2 separate regions of the Sus scrofa genome follow, and region 2 is linked to region 1. Evidence: chromatin contacts called from public Hi-C data. All regions are on one chromosome and are shown on one strand. The core of a region is the stretch at or near the end of the contact, and the rest is flanking DNA. Distances in the headings are between cores, read along the strand shown.

Region 1 (4,104 bases), core at 109-2,608:
CTTCGGGCTTGAGGGGAGTAGCTGCGAGCGAGCTGCTGCCCTTTCCAGGGCGAGACTACACTGTAGTCAGGGCACAGGTAAGGGTGAGTAAAAACACCGTGACACGTCCTCCACTCTGTTCTGGACGTTTTCCTGATTGGGTGTTCACTTTGTTGCTGTAGATTTTTGTTTGACTGTTTTCCAAAATGCTAAGAGTTTTTCTTTAAATCTAGTTTCTGGTTGTTTTGTCATATTTCTGAGAGAGAGTTCAGCCTTTCCTAGCTCATCATTTTGCTGACATCATTCTACATGTTAAAATTTAATTGTCTTCACAACATTCCATGGTATCAATACATCTTCACTTCCCTAGCTTGTCTCAAATTTATGATGTTTCAACTAGTTACCAGTTTTTATTTTATGAATAATATTGATCAAGCTGATAAATTACATAAAATGTTTATCATTTATTTTAGAATCATTTTCTAAGAGTTATATATGTAGGTCAAGTGGATAAACACTGCAAAATTGTTTACAGACTGCAAATGCTGTCCAAAAACTATTAATAATTAATCTTCAACAAGCACTTTGCCAGAATATCTGGTTTGGATATGCTTTTCAGATTTCACCCCTGTTGGGTCATTAAGGAAGATACTTTTGCTAGTGGGAAGGGTAAAAGGGCAACCTTATGGAGTTCCTGTTGTGACTCAGCAGTTTAAGAACCTGCCTAGTATCCACGAGGATGCTACTTGGATCCCTGTCCTTGCTTAGTGGGTTAAGGATCCAATGTTGCTGAGAGCTGCTACGTAGGTTGCAGATGCAGTTCGGATCTGGTGTTGCTGTGGCTTTGGTGCAGGCTAGCAGCTACCGCTCTGATTCAACCCTTAGCCTGGGAACTTCCATATGCCTTAGAAGCTGCCCTAAACAGGAAAAAAGAAAGGGAATTTTATCTTCATTTGAAGTTTTCTTTATTAAGGATTAACATTTTGAAAAATGCTTATTAAATGACTTGTTTAAATTGTGTAATTTGTGTAAGTAGTGTAAGATGGCTTATTGTTTCAATGGATATTTGATCAAGATAGGGTTTCATAATCAGAAAAAAAACAAAGGCTTGGTGTGTGGAGGTTTCTAGTCTAACCTATGGTCAATAATTGTTCAGTGAATCACATCATTATGTAATACTCCAAGATTTTCTGATAAAAAGACAAGTTAATTGGCTTCGATTTTCTTCTTGCTCCATGGGTCCTGCTTTGACCTTGCTCCTCCTACAGCAGATCTGCTCACATTGGATGGTGCAGTTGGGGTGTTACCTGCTTGCTCTTTATAAGCTGTGGAGCCAGAGGGAAAAGTCAGTGTCTGCTTCCTCATAGGAGCAACAGGTGATGGATCCCAAAAGCCAGCGTCTTCGGCTTAACGACGGTCACTTCATTCCTGTACTGGGATTTGGTACCTATGCACCTGAAGAGGTAACATTCGTGCATGGTCTTGGGGTTGTAACATGAGTGAAGCGACCTGGTTGTCAATTCATGGAATTCCTGTGTGAAGGGCACTTGTCCCTGGGAGGTGCCCTTGTTTCTCGCAGCCAGGCTGAACCATTCCATGACGGGGGAAAGTACTCAGTTTTCACTCCGCATAGGGGTCTGATCACATAGTCACCTGCGGGTTATTCTGGGCTCCCTCCTGTTTCGATCGCTTTTCCATCCTGGCGGAAATGAAACTCAGTTACCAAGAGCAATGCTGGGTGCTTTGCTCTGAAGGTGACAGCAATTGGAGTGGTTTTTCTCCATATATCATCAATTCAATTCTTTCCTCCTCCCAAAAAGGCATACTCAGAGAAATACTTGAAATAAAAGATCCTGGAGATGAGGCGAATGAAAAATATGGGAGAGAATTGCTTTTCTACTGTGGCGTGTCTGCTGAGTGCCAGGCCAGAAACGCTCCAACGGTGTTTTGCCTTTTATGTGTTTCTGCTTGGAAACTTAATCTAATGGAAAATATAATACTATTTGAGGACATAAGCTAGAATCTTGTGGGGAAAGATTTCCATGCCTGGTTTTTGAAATGTGTTTTTACTGAAGTATAGTCTTCAGTGGTTGGACATATGAGGAGCTAGTGGACAAGTTGCTACACTGGAAGAAATTTTGCTGTCCATCTTGTCTTTTTTTTTTTTTTTTTTGTCTTTTTGCTATTTCTTTGGGCCGCTCCCGCGGCATATGGAGGTTCCCAGGCTAGGGGTCTAATCGGAGCTGTAGCCACTGGCCTACGCCAGAGCCACAGCGACGCAGTATCCAAGCCGCGTCTGCAACCTACACCACAGCTCACGGCAACGCCGGATCGTTAACCCACTGAGCAAGGGCAGGGACCGAACCCGCAACCTCATGGTTCCTAGTCGGATTCGTTAACCATTGCGCCACGACGGGAACTCCCATCTTGTCTTTAGAGTATTTATGACAAGGGACTGGTCCTTAAACTCCGAGTCTCCCTTTTCTCATATATAGAACAGAAGGAAATATTCAGAGACATTTTGGAGAGAGAAGACAGGGCTTGTTTCCTTTGTAGAGCAGAGTTGGATTGAAGGGATGGAAAGGTCCAGAATATCACTGAAGCTCTCGGGTATTCCTTCCTTGGGAGGCGTCCAAACGCCTGTACTTTTAAGGGAAACCATGAGTTGACCCAACGGAGCAGTTAGACAAAGTATCTCCTTCCTTGAAAAAGAAAAGATTCCGAATTACATAAAAATACATGGAATATTATACAGCCTTAAAAATAACTTAATCCTGCCATTTGCTACAACGCAGAGGAACCTGGAGAACATTAAGCTGAGTGAAGTAAGCCTGACAGAGAAAGACAAATACTGCATGATCTCTTTGCAGGTGGAACCTAAAAAGAAATCAGACTCATAGAAGCAGAGAGTAGAGATGTGGTGATTGGAATCTGGGGACGAAGTTGGGCAAAATGGCAAGATATTAGTCAGTATCAGTTATAAGACAAATACATTCTTGAGACCTAACGTTCAGTATGGTGACTCCAGTTAGTAATAATGGGTTATGGCTTGAGATTTGCTAAGAAGTTAGATCTGAAGTGTTCTCACCCCCCCTCCATCGTTAGCTACGTGGGGTGATGGGTATATTGATTACGTTGGTGGGGGTAGTCATTGCTCGGGGGAGAAATAGAGGAGAACATCACATTACACACCTTGAATAGATACAGTTTCCTGTGGTGTAGTCTGTGTGGTGACGTGGGTAGAGAGAGGACCCTTAGAAGCCTTTTCCTTGTTTCTGGATGCTCCTTATCCCTTGACTGATTTAGCTTAGACATCTCACAATATAAATTGTATCCGTGACTACAACTTTCATGTGAGTCCTGTGAGTTCTTCCAGAAAATCACTGAACCTAGAGGTGATCTTGGGGAACTCTGATGTCAGCAATCAACCAGTGATTGCCTGAGAGGCACAGGATTCCTGGACGTCCAGCTGTAATTACTTACCGGGAAAGTTCTGGGAGACCGTTATGGATTCATCATCACATGTGCAGAACTCACCTAAGGCATGGAGAACAGTTGATGTGGGGGAAGATCAAAGTTTGCCTTAGCACCTCTTAATCATGTGGATATCCAGCTACAACCTTTGTGGTTTATGTAGGTTCCCAAGAGTGAAGCTCTGGAGGCCACCAAATATGCCATAGAAGTTGGGTTCCGTCATATCGATAGTGCTTATTTATACCAAAATGAAGAGCAGGTTGGACAGGCCATTCGAAGCAAGATTGCAGATGGCACTGTGAAGAGAGAAGACATATTCTACACGTCAAAGGTGGGGTGTGTGTTCTAGGTGTGCGCACATGTGTGAAATGAGATTGTGAGCAGTGATACCCATATAGTAAGATCGATAGTTGTTTGGTGAACTGTGCTTATTGATTTTCACACATATTTATATACTAACTTATTTATTTTCAAAACTAACATTCTATTTATTTATTTTTATGTTTAATTTTTTAAGTTACACCTGATGTACAATGTTCCGTCAATTTCTGCTGCAGAGCAGAGTGACCCAGCTATACGTCTATTCTTTTGTTCACATTATCCTCCATCATGTTCCATCATAAATGACTATATACTACATTTAGTGTTCTC
Region 2 (4,110 bases), core at 139-2,638, 110 kb after region 1:
AAAAAAATGGAAGAAGGAAAAAATAAATAAGTAAATAAATGACATGAAAGAAAAGCAGTACATGTAGATTAAAAAAAAGAGAGAGAGATTTAACATCTAAGAACCTGGGAGTTCCCGTTGTGGCTCAGTGGGTTAAGGACCCGATGTTGTCTCTGTGAGGATGCTGGTTTGATCCCTGGTCTTGTTCAGTGGGTTAAGAATTTGGTGCTGTCACAAGCAGCTATGGCGTAGCCCAGCTGCAGCTCTGATCTGACCCCTAGGCTGGGAACTTCCATACGTCTCAGGTGCGGCTGTAAAAAGAAAGAAATAAAATAAAATATAAGAAACTATTATCAATGACTAGAAGCTGATAATTTGGAATGAAATGGAAAAATTCCTAGAAAAACTTAAGAAGTAAAGTTCTATAATTGAACTGAACTGTCCTGTAATTATTTTTAAAATGAAGCAATTAAATACAACACACACATAGCTGCAAAAAAATTACAGGTTAGAATTCACCCCACTTTATAACAAAATCCTTCCAACAAAAGAAAAAGAGGAAATAATTCCAATTCATTCTGCCAAACCGCGATGAATTAAACCACATTCCTGACCTCTACGAGTTGATAAGTGAATAGAAGAAATAATTTGAATAATATTTTAACGAGCAAGGGTTGATCATTCTAATTCCTACCCATCCAATAACTTCCTATGTGACTTCTTAAATGAGTATCTTTTTATCAAAACCTAAGGGGTTTTCTGCATTTTTTTTAAAGCAAATAGGAAAGCCTTTTTAGTTAGTGCTGTGTCTAAAGTCCTGACAGCAATTAGAAAGTCCAAAGTAGAGAAAAAGGTCCAAAGTGCCTCCGCTATCAGGTTTTCACACCCAGAAGAAGGCAAAGTTTCAAAGTTTCTTTTCAAAATTAAGTTGGCGATGACAGCGTTTCCTTGTCTTTTTGAGACAGACATTTCTCCATCTCCCGGTTGTCTGCTGCTCTGATCTGTCAGGTAACTGCCAATCTTCCTGCCCAAATTCAAGCTGGACAACCTTTTCTTCTGGACTTTCCCAGACATTATTTCTGAATAATTATGATTGGGACTCAATATGAAATACCATAAGGACAACCCTCATTTTCAGAAAATCTGCTGCCTAAATATTCCATCTTTCAAACACAGCAAGAGCCCTCCCCCCCCGGGGGGGGGGGCAGGTGCGGGCGACCAGCTGGTCCTGTGGAGGCTGCGGCAGGCGTCTCCTCCGAGGGGTCCAGGCGGGTGCCCCCACCCCAGGTGGCCCCGCAGGTGCCCCCCGCCCACGTCAGCGCGCGCCAAGGAAAGGCGCCGCCCCTCCCGGACGGCGAGGCTGCCTCACCTGCCAGGTGCCCAGGCCCAGGACAGGTATCTTCTCCATTGTTCAGATCAGGTCTGGGGCTGCCGCGCGACTCCAGAGGGACGCCACCTAAGGGGACAGCCAGTTTAGGGGGCGGCACCGTGGCGGACACAGGTGGCCTGATTGGCTGACTGGCGGAGGTAGCTGGTTAGTGGGCGGGGCACTCAGGCAGTGGCCACGCCCACGAGCGCAGAGGCCGCTGGTTGGGCGTCCGGGAGTGGTTGTGCGCACGCGCCGGCACCGGCGCGGGGCATCGGGACCTCGGCAGGAGCCGACCCACCGCCCGTCTTCTAGCAACTCTCCAGCGGCTCTCTGCTTCCGGACTTGAAGATGCCGGCTGCTGAGCAGGGATCCGGAGGTCCCAGGGTCGTCTGGGCCAGGGCAGTCCCAGGGCAGCGGGAAGAGGACAGGATCTGGGGCCTTGTGTCCACCAATGAGTGCCTTGGAGGAGGGTAAGCCCCCGACAGTCCTGCTCCCATGGCGACACTCCTACTCCACCCTCCCAAGAGATAGGAGGGAAGGCCTGCTTCCTCCTCCACAAATTGATGTGTTGGGTCGGACCCCGAGAGTCTCACAGGCTCGTAGAAGAGTTTTTGGCCTTGGTTCTCCATTGGTGACTTGCCAAAATAAATACATGCAGGATGCGAGGTCCCCTGACACCCCCACCCCTAGAGCCCACAGGGACCTCACTGACTTGATGACCCTGCAAGGATGTGTTTTAATTTCTGTTTCCTGCCCGGCGCCGCAGTGCTGGCGCTGACCAGCAGAGGGCGGTTGTGCCCATTGTCGTCAACGGAGTAACTGGCTCTGGAAAGGACACCCAGGGTCATTCTGGGTGTCCCCCTGCCTCCTCTTATTATTAGCCTCCATCTCCACAGAATGAGCTGCTCGGAGGGTGGAAGGGGCCCCGAGATCCTTTTATTATTCATTCATCAATTGTGCTCTCAGCACTCACCCCGAGTTGGGGTCTTGTGAAGTCTGTGGGTGGGGCTGAAAGGCCCCACGTGGTCCCTGCCCCGCCCAGGAACTCAGAGACCCTACAGGGAGGTGGACCAAAGCAGAAAAGCAAATCCGTGCGCAAGAGGAGAGCACGTGCTCTAGGGAAATAAATTGGGAGCGGGAAAGAGGGCCAGGAGCTCCTGGTGACCAGAACGACCAGAGGCGCCAGCCCTGGGCACATCTGCCAGCGGCGTGGGGCCCAGAGGTGCAGAGGAGAATTTGGCCCGGGAAGGAGGTAGGACAAGAGCCGGCCTGGGTGACTAGAGCCCGCGCGCGTGGGGAGGAGGGAGGGGAGAGGGCAGGGTCAGATCCTCAGCCTGAAAGGAAGTACTAGCAAGTCTGTTGCCCTGTGACAGCATCATGCTAACTCAGTGGCTTTCAAGAACAAGCATTACAAGAATAAGCATCTCAGTTTCTGTGACCAGCCTCCAGGCTCTGCTCAGCTGGGAGCCTCTGCCCCTCGGTCTCCAGGGCACTGGGCCCTGCTCCCAAAGCCACCCCCCCCCCTCCCGGTTGCCCACATGTTATTTGCAGGGTTCAGGTTGCCTGGAGGTCAGTTGCTGAGCCCTCTCTTGGTTCTTTGCAATGGTGGGCAGGGGGTACTCAGGACAGAGCAAGCAAGACAGGGTCACTGACTTTCTGTATGTCCTCTGAGGTGAGAGCCCATTACCTTTATCCTCTTCTGTTGGTTAGAAGCCAGTGTCTAAGTTGAACCCACCCTCTGGGGGAGGGATTACACGTGCCTGCGAACCCGGACACAGAGGGCCGCTTAGGGGAGCAAGATAAGGCCCTTGGGGGCCTGATTCTAAATGTGGGGGGTCCTTGGAGAGTTTCATGCGAGAGAAGGCGAGGAGCGAATTTCATTTCAGCCTCCCCAAGGGACAAACTAGGACACGAGGCCAAGAGGGGAGGTGTCTCTCAGGAGATCACGGCAGAACCGACGCCTGTTTTGAGCTGAATGCCAGCTACATTCCCATCCCTCCCTGGTTTGTAGCCTTCCACCTCTGAGTCTGTACATTGGTCACATGTGGCGTCACCCCTGGGGTCTCGTGGTCTTGACTGTTACAGGCCTAATGACGCCCGGAAGCAGAGGCTGGTGAGGTCCTCACTGTGCAGACCCCGCGTGTTGGGGGTGGGCAGCAGGCTGTGGGGCTTCAGGCTGGGGCCTTGCCCTCGAGTGGCCCGGGTCTCAATGGCCAGGAGTCGGGCTCCTCCCTCCCTCTGCCTCCACCAATCGGCTCCTCCCTGGCCGGTTGCACAACTGCTTTTCATATATTTGGGGGAAAATTCTTTATATATTGCTCTGACTTCACATAATGGCCATGAGTATTTTTTCACTTTCCTGCTGTTAACATACATTATTTCACTCGACCCCCCCCCCGCCCCCGGCCCTGGTCCACCCCTGCATGAAGACAGGTCACCCCTAAGCTGGATGCTACCTCTGTGTACCTGCTGAAATGTCACTGACACTCGGAAGGTCCTGGGCCTGCTGGAGAGAAGGGGGGCGCTTTCCCCCTCTGTGGCACAGCCGTGTGTCTTTGGAATTCCCGTCACCTCTCTGTTCCTGGGTTTGCTCCTGTGGAAACGGGGGTGCTACAAGGTCCAAACTCAGAGGCATCCTGCCAGGGCTGAGTGGTGCGAGGCACCAGGAGCACCGAGCCTGTGTCCAGCTCTGGAGAGGACGTGGCCGTTCTTAGATGCCCTGTGCTTCAAGCCTCACTTGCCCTGTGACCTCGGGTGAGGCT

Evidence for each region. A called contact is a pair of places that touch in the nucleus more often than the background predicts.
Region 2: a Hi-C map of liver shows a contact between it and region 1, with 16 times the contacts expected there. The contact joins the promoter of AKR1E2 here to the promoter of AKR1C1 in region 1. A contact is called at or near these places in 2 of 5 promoter capture datasets (fetal liver and liver) and 1 of 47 Hi-C or Micro-C datasets (liver).

Annotation. Positions count from the first base shown.
Region 1 is chr10:65,579,038-65,583,141 of Sscrofa11.1, forward strand. AKR1C1 (aldo-keto reductase family 1, member C1 (dihydrodiol dehydrogenase 1; 20-alpha (3-alpha)-hydroxysteroid dehydrogenase)) reads left to right here and starts at 1,359. Exons shown (of 9, transcript NM_001044569.1): 1 at 1,359-1,442; 2 at 3,617-3,784. The coding sequence starts at 1,359.
Region 2 is chr10:65,692,061-65,696,170 of Sscrofa11.1, forward strand. It overlaps AKR1E2 (aldo-keto reductase family 1 member E2), which reads right to left and starts at 1,389. Exons shown (of 11, transcript NR_145511.1): 1 at 1,349-1,389.